3 separate regions of the Mus musculus genome follow, and all the other regions are linked to region 2. Evidence: chromatin contacts called from public promoter capture Hi-C data. All regions are on one chromosome and are shown on one strand. The core of a region is the stretch at or near the end of the contact, and the rest is flanking DNA. Distances in the headings are between cores, read along the strand shown.

Region 1 (2,700 bases), core at 176-2,675, 4.5 Mb after region 2:
TCGAACCATTGTGAATTGGGTAGCAGCAGTATATAAGAACTGGGTACATGCAGAAAATTGCCAGTAGTTACAGGACATGCCTAGCTCACACCCTGGGTCTGCTTCTGACCCGCTCTTGTCAACAAGCACATTAGTCATAATTGTTTTAGAGATAAGGCCTTGCCCTATAACCTGGTCTTGTTTCGACCCTGAGATCCTGTTGCCTTGGCTTCCCCAGTCCAGGGATTCTAGGCATGTGCCAGCATGCTTGACATTATTGCAACTTTTTAAAGTAGCTGTCTGGAATAAAATGTCTTAAACTGACTAGAGCAATGGTTGTTAAAAGAAGAGGAATAAAAAGTAAAGAAAGTGGTGTAAATACTTCAAGCATTCATGTGATACAAGTGTTTTTGGCAAGAAAAAGCAAGTGACTATTGCTTAGCATATGTAAAGTTCTAGTCCATATTTAGAAGGCTATTGCTTAAATGTAGTGAATTATGTAAATACATTAACAAATTATTTCATTCAAAACTAAAAAGGAATACAAAAGATGAAAGGCATGCTCGCCCCCTTTCCTGTGTTGCTCACAAACCACTACCTCAGGAATGCCCTCCTACAGTAGGTAAATTCGGTAGCAAATCTCGCAACAATCTGCCTCAACCTGTATTCATGTATGTACCGCCAAATCTAGGACCAAGCAACCAAGCAACCGTGGTCTTTCCTTTGTTCTCAGGTACTCTACCTGTGATCGCATTTGATATAGGAGCTCCCGCTTGCAGAGTGGCTGTGAAAAGACTAGGAAACTGGTCTAGTTTCCTCTTTCAGGAACCCAAACTGATCACCACACGAGGACTTTGCCAGTTGACAGTAGAGCAAGGCCCTGAACTTCAGATCTTCCAGCCATATATAAATCTACCACTCCATCTAGACTCCCACCCCACCTGAACCTACACCCGGCCAAAATACTACAAATAATTTGTAACTTAGCACACAGTTAAACATTTGGACTAGTGCTTGCGTTTTAGTTTCTTCTGTTGTTTTCAAAGACAATAATTAACCTACCAGTGAAAATGCAATAAAAGCGGGATTAATGAGGGCTGGAATACATAGTGTAAAATGATATTACTTGAATCCCCAAAGATGTTTTTAAATTCTATGTGTGTATTTAAAGGCTGCATGAACACAGTTCCGTTAGTACAGACACATGCTGTCCCTTCAATGATGTTCAAGCTTCATATACCTTCCCCAGCCTAGTCTACAAGCTGCAGGAGGACTTCCGGCCGACTCATCCAGGGCTTCCGCATTGGGCGGGGACACTGGACCCAATCTGTGACCTTATTGATTGCTTTTGCCTGAGCGGCCGCAGGCTCGCCGAAATCGACTGCTCGGGTCTGGCGAGTGCGGCGCGGGAAAGCGAGTTTGAAGCCGGCCCTAGTTCGCTGAGGTGGCGCGCCCTCCTCATCCCTGACTGTGCTGCGAGCTGCCATGTCCGAGGCGTATTTCCCAGTGGAGTCGGGCGCTCTGGGGCCGGAGGAGAACTTCCTGTCTTTGGACGACATCCTGATGTCGCAGGAGAAGCTGCCGGTGCGGGTCGAGACGCCCATGCCGCGCCTGGGAGCCTTCTTCCTGGAGCGGGGCGCGGGCTCCGAGCCGGACCATCCGCTCCCTCAGGTGAGGCGAGCCCGGCCGGGGCAGAGGTTTCCAAGATCTGGAGGCGGTGGGAGTCCTCGGGGGTCCCGGGAAGCTGCACAGCACTCGGAGGACTCTCCCGCCACCGATCTTAGTCTTCAAACTTTCCAAAGTCATTGGCTTTGGCTCCAGCCCATCATCTCAGGGTCTCTTGGTTCTATTCATGGTTTCCATAAAACTTATTTGAAGTTTCGAAGTCTGGGAACTGCAGATTGTCATGCGCACTCGGCACAATTATGACAGTGTCTGCAGCCTGTTTCCGAGGACCGACTGTCCATCAGGGGATGGGAGTCTGTGATGGGGGGATAAATTGTCATCTTCTCGCTTAGGCAATTCTACAAAGAGTGAGTACCTCAGCCAGGGTTCCACAGTAAGTCCGTGCTGGCTTAACCAAGGCAGTCCTCGGTAAAAGGTTGCTCATAACAATTTTCAGTGTCGCACTGAAAAATGGCAACTGCAGCTTCCCGTATTAAGCCTTTTGCCCTCCCATAAACCTAACAAAAGCTGGGTTAACAAAGCCAGGGTCCTCCAGTAAATGGTGAACTGGGATTCGAACCTTGGACTCTATGGCTTCAAGTACGAGTTTGTCCCAAGAGCGTAACTTGCAATGGTTACTTTCATTTCCCGTTAGGTCCTTTAAGTTTTGTTTGGAAGGGTATCAATTTTGTCTCTGTCTATTTCTAGGTACTTTTTCTCAAAGTAAAACACCACATTTTTACTTTTTCAACAACAGAAAGGCTCATTTTTGCTCCCTGGGCTGCTTCTCAACCTCACAGTCCTTTGTAAGTCGACTCTTCAGAGTCGACCGCCATGTTTTTGAAGAATATTCCAGGACTGGGGGTGAATCCTGGAGCGTTTCACATGCCAGGCAAGCATGCTACCACAGAGTTCTACCCCAAATGTCAACTTATTGGCTCCCCATTGTCATAGAGAAAGATTTAGGAGTCTTTTGTTTTTGTTTTTTTAATGTTTTTGAGACAGAGTTTCTCTGTGTAGCCTTGGCTGACATAAACTGGCTCTGTATACCAAGCT
Region 2 (2,700 bases), core at 177-2,676:
TCCATGGGTGGGTACCAGCCAGTGCCTATAACTGCTGCCGTGCTTTCCAGGAGACAGTGTCACCCAGTAATTAAACCAGAGGACAGGGATCCCACTTCTCCCACTAACTTGCTGACTTGCAGCCAGGTAGGGCTTTGCAAACCTGCTTTTAAAGGTGGCTGACACCATAGTGCATCAAAAATTCAAGGAGGGTTATGTTCCTGTTTGGCTCAAATGAAAACTATATATTTTCCTTAAGGACTAGTAACCCACTGCCTAGACACACATGTTTTCTCAAGGTTTTTCTTCACCTCTTGAGAGGCGTGGCATTTCCTATTTGTAAATGTACTGGCACTGGGCACCTTTCATGTCTTCTGCCTTTAAAAATTCAGTACATGGCCCTCAGTTCCTCCAAAAGGTACCATGTACCGTCCAGCGCAGCCATATTTTTAACTCAGTGGTTCCAATAGCAACATAAGCACAAGGAACCGTAGCCAACTTTTCAGAAACTACAGTTTGCTAGATGAGCAATCTACCATAAGCATAGCATGACATCGTCCAATAGTAATGACAGATGTAAGGAAAACAGGTTCCATCCTTATTCGCAGAAAATACCACCAGACTTCCTGCTCCTCTGACTCTTAAAAAAAAAAAATGATTGCATGCATTTACACAGCTGAGCGAAGTCTGCATCTTCACCTATGCGACAGTGAGTATACCGCAGAGGGCCAATGAGACCTAGCTACCATCGTTCTTCTGTGACACAGAGCTAACTAATGTTATCACCCCAAAAAGGGTTTACGAAATTCCACATTAAGAGGCCACCAGACAGGACCGAGGAAAAGTAAACAGCCCGGGCCTCCGACAGCCCGGCTGGCTGGGCAGCTAGCTGGGCCGGGCACCCTGGCCCGGGGCACAATCCCATTTCGGAGCACGTAGAGAATCTGGACAAACCTGTCCCGAGGTGATGTAAGGCTGGTGCCCGGCCCTAGCCTGGAAGCGAGTTGGAGGCTGGCTGGGCCCGCTAGTCTGCAGCCGAGGCCGAGAGCCTGGGGCTTCATGTCAGCCCCTCGCCAGACAGACGGGACCCAGCGCAGGAGGGGCAGACCAAGCGGAGCAGAGCGCCACCAACCCTGCCGCCCTCTTCCTCGGGTGCAGCAGGTGCCTGCAGCGCACAGGTGCGGCCCCGCCCCCGTGTCCCCGCGCGGCCGCCGTCGCCCCGGTCCCTAGCGCACCCCAGGGAACCGAACGCCGGGCCGCGGACACAAACCCTCTGTCCTGACGACTCGGTAGCCACCAGCCCAGAGGTGAGACGCTTACCTGGATGCCCTCGGTGCGGAGCGCTGGGGGCCGAGCGCCACCGCGGGCCAACAGCATCTCCGGCTGTCCTGCAGCCCGGCCCCTGCCGCTCCTCTCCCGCAGAGCCCCGCCCCGCCCTGCCCTCAGCGGGACACGCCCTGGACACGCCCTAGACTGGGCGCTTCCGCTCGGATACCCATGCCGAATGGCTCTCTCTCGCCGTCCATCAAAAACGTACTTCCGGGAGGTGTTGGGGCTTGGAGCTCCGTCCTGCCAATCAAGTTAGCGCCGCTCGGGTGGGGCCGCGCTCGTACCTCCCCCTTACGTAACAGCGCCCAGGGACGAGCTGTCAGTCAAAGAAGCTTCAATCCCTGGGGAGGCTGGGACGAGAAACAAACAGGCACCAGGCCGCCATTGGACGTGGCGTGTGTCAGTCACCATGGATACCCACCCAGAGGTTTATGCGGCAGCCACTATAGCCAGTCTCCGGCAGTGATTGCTGCTAGCTCTTGGCTCCGCCAAGCGTCAGCCGGTATCCAGGCCTGGACTCTGAGCCACTGGCTGGAGAGGGAGGTCTGCAGCTCCCTGGTGGGAGTGATGGGATTTATTAATCAACTTGCTTAGGAGACAATAAGTGACACAGAGTAGAATTTAGCTGAGGTAGTGCTACCTTTACAATAAATCCAAAGTTATCAGGCTTGTTAGAAAGAATTCTGTAAATGTTTCTTCCCGGGGATTGATGTGCATTAGGTTCCATTCCCATAACCAAAAAAAAGACAACCCTGATTTACAACCAGCCATTAAACACATTAGCGTATCAAAGAACGTGTCTCTAACGGATACAAGCATCCTGAAGTTCTGGCCTGACATAAAGCCCCGTTTCTCTGGAGAAAAGCATAATTCTGCCCAGTGGCCAAGATGACCCTCTGTAACGACTATTATCGAACAACACTGATGTACTTAAGAAATAATTCTGGCGCCGGGCAGTGGTGGCGCGCACGCCTTTAATCCCAGCACTTGGTAGGCAGTGGTAGGCAGATTTCCGAGTTCTAGGCCAGCCTGGTCTACAGAGTTCCAGGACAGCCAGGGCTACACAGAAAAACCCTGTCTTGAACCCCCCCCCCCAAAAAAAAAAAAAAAGAAGGAAGGAAGGAAGGAAGGAAGGAAGGAAGGAAGGAAGGAAGGAAGGAAGGAAGAAATCTGGCAATATTTGGCTGTGTAAATCTTAAATGGCCAGACTTGCAGCCTACAGTCTCTGTTTCTACTGTGGCCTGCATCCCTTAGTCCCTACTTGTTACAAGATATGTCTGGCCCCTACTCTAATTTTTCCCCGCCCGGGAAACATGCTGCCTTTCTCCCTAGAAGCCCTTCCCCATGTAACTCAGCCATTTTGGTTACCTGCTCCTTTCAGTTTACCCCTTA
Region 3 (2,700 bases), core at 43-2,542, 4.7 Mb after region 2:
GAAAAAGAAGTATATAGGCCCCAAAGAAACTCGACATCTGGGGCTAGAGCTCACTGATACAAGGCCTGCCTGGATTAAATGTCCACGGAAGGTGGGACTGTAATATTTGTCGAGGTGACTTCTGGGGAACGTTTACCTCTCATGAAGCTTAATTTTCCATACAACACTTTGAAAAGCACTTCTTTTCAAAACCTACAAAGCACTCCTCCTGCAAGTAATGTCTGTGAGCACAGGTGGGTGAGCTCCCTCCCGGACCTGGTGGCATGGCCAAATGTGTTTGCTTATTAGCCTTAGGCTTAACCTAAGATCTCTCCAAGATCTGCACCAAATCAAGACCCACAAGCATTCTGCTCACTGGTGGGCATCTGCCGGTAGTTGCCGGTTGGAGGGTTGGGGGCGTTGGGACAGGCAGAACCAACACTACCAACCGCACAGGGACCTAGGTGACTTAAGTTGGGGGGCTATCGACTTGTTAGAAAGTGCGAGCGCCGGGGCGCGCGAGTGGAACAAAAAACCTGTAGCGAGAAGGGTAACACGGAAGTGCTCACTCCCGCCCGCCCGCCCCTCCCACCGCCAAGCAGCCAAAAGCGAGGGGCTTGACAACGTGCTGGGGGGCGCAGGAGGGGAGGGAGTCCCCGGAAAGCGCTACGAATCGGCAGCAACTCCAAACCCGCCCCCTGGCCCGCCCGCCCAGCGAGGAACCTAGGTAGGCCGCGGGCGCCCGCGCCCATAGCCCCCCATCCGGGAGCCCGGGAGGAAAGGGACAGTTGAGGAGCTCGTGCGCTCCGAGGAGGCTGCAGCCCTGCGCGCGCGGCGAGCCGAGGCCCTGGGATCCGAACTGCCACCTCCGCCGCCGCCATCCTCGAAGCCTCCAGGCAAGGCCTCCAGGCCGAGCCGCTCCGGAGCTGCTCACCCGCGCCCGGGCGCTCCGAATCCAGGAACGTGAGCCCCCGGTCTCCCTTCTCCAAGAGAGCAAAGCCGCCGCGAGCGGGCCGAGTCCGTCCCCTCCCGCCTTGGCTCCACGTCTCCGGCTCGCCTGCCCGAGTCCCGACGCCCCGGGAAAAGGCTTCCAGGGTCCCCAGTCCACCCCACCCCCGGTACCGCTCCCACCCGGACCCGCGTCCCGAGCTTGACACTCCCAGCCTCCGCCACCTCCAACCGCAGCCCCAGCCCGCCTCACCTCAGTCGGCTCCCGCAGCGCTGGACACAGGAAACTCCTGGGTCCTCGACTCCGGCTCTCCTCGACCCCCCTCTTCGGTTAACTCCGCTTGTTTTCTCGACAAAATGGCGCCCGAGGTCGCGCGCTCACGTCGCGGCCTTTCCCCTCCCAGTTCCCATTTCACCATTCGCTGCCCGCTTTGGCGGAGGGATGGCCCTAGCGCCCAGCCAATGGCCGCGCGCTGACCGCAACGGCGGTCCAATCGCCGATGGGTACCCGCGGATTTAAACCAATCACACACTAATCACTCGCAGAAGTCGAGGAAGAAACCAGGCTCCTGCTAGCAACCACCAATCCAGACTCCTAGTTTGCGGGGCTCAGGCCAATTGCCGCTCATCAGCCCTGGGACTGGGTCCGAGTCTGGGCGCCTGCGCACCCGGGTGTAAGCCAATGGTTAGACGTTGGGAACTTCGATTTGGGACTCGAAGACATAAGCCTTCGAGGTGTTCGACCTATGGGGACTGGCTGGTCATTGCCTCCGGGAAACAAAAAAATACGGAAGGGAGCTCGTTAATGCATTGCCACCCTGCGCACAAACTACTCTAACTTAGAGACAGGGTGATGCTCGTCTACTTTCCTTCGTCTTTCGAAATGTCACGGTCCGAGAGGCTGTGCGGGTTCCCAGCGGAAGCATTGTCCACCCCTCGGATCTCTTTAGCAAGGAGCACCAGTCATCAGAAGGCGTCAGACGCGGGGCAAAGTTGAGGTCCTTTGCATCCTGGGTTATGTAGTCGCACGCCCCGCCTATTCCTGTCGCAAAAGTAACGTGGTCTCTTCCATCACTGTCTGCGCCCTAGAGCAGCAATGCATGCTGGAGAATGTAGTCTCCCAGATGCCCACCTAATCCTGGCTCTTTTAAAGTTTGTTTTCCATTTGTCTTTTGAAGCAGGGACGCTTTGCAGAGATATAGAAACAGAAGTTCTCCTCCTGCTCTTGGCTATTCTCAAGGATGCCAATGCCTTTTGCTTCTTGGATAAAAGGCTACGTTATCCACTGTGTCCTCCTATCTTTTAGACTTTTTGTTTGAGTTTTGAAACAAGGTCTCTTTCAGTTAACCCAACTGTAGTCCAGGCTGGCCTGAAACATACTAAGAAGCATAAATTGACCTTGAGCTCCTTGCAATCTTCCAAAATACTGAGATGATAATAGACGTAACCTCTCATACCAGTACTATTTGAACTTTAAAGAGATGTGTTAAAGACTTTTATTACTTATTTTACGTGTACAGGCGTTTGCTTGCATGTAAATCTATGCACCATGCATGTACAATGTCCTCAGAGGTCAGAAGAGGATGCCCGTCCCTCTGGAAGTGAACGGTTGTGAGCCACTGGGTGGGTCCTCTGGAAAAGCAGCCAGCTCTTGTAATCTCTGTGCCATCTTTCCAACCCCTAGATGAAAAAAAAAAAGTGTCTGAGTGCTTGCCTATATATATGTTCACCTAGAGAGTGTGGACCTGGTACCCAGGAAGGCATTGGATGCCC

Evidence for each region. Promoter capture Hi-C pulls out the DNA fragments that hold promoters and counts their contacts.
Region 1: a promoter capture Hi-C map of pre-B cells shows a contact between it and region 2. The contact joins the promoter of Gins3 here to the promoter of Aktip in region 2.
Region 3: a promoter capture Hi-C map of pre-B cells shows a contact between it and region 2. The contact joins the promoter of Cnot1 here to the promoter of Aktip in region 2.

What each region holds. Positions count from the first base shown.
Region 1 is chr8:95,632,134-95,634,833 of GRCm38.p6, forward strand. It overlaps Gins3 (GINS complex subunit 3 (Psf3 homolog)), which reads left to right and starts at 1,426. Exons shown (of 3, transcript NM_030198.3): 1 at 1,426-1,650. The coding sequence starts at 1,465.
Region 2 is chr8:91,132,601-91,135,300 of GRCm38.p6, forward strand. It overlaps Aktip (thymoma viral proto-oncogene 1 interacting protein), which reads right to left and starts at 1,427. Exons shown (of 10, transcript NM_001302266.1): 1 at 1,300-1,427.
Region 3 is chr8:95,806,153-95,808,852 of GRCm38.p6, forward strand. It overlaps Cnot1 (CCR4-NOT transcription complex, subunit 1), which reads right to left and starts at 1,293. Exons shown (of 49, transcript NM_001372353.1): 1 at 1,181-1,293. 4930513N10Rik (RIKEN cDNA 4930513N10 gene) reads left to right here and starts at 678. Exons shown (of 4, transcript NR_015574.3): 1 at 678-2,700.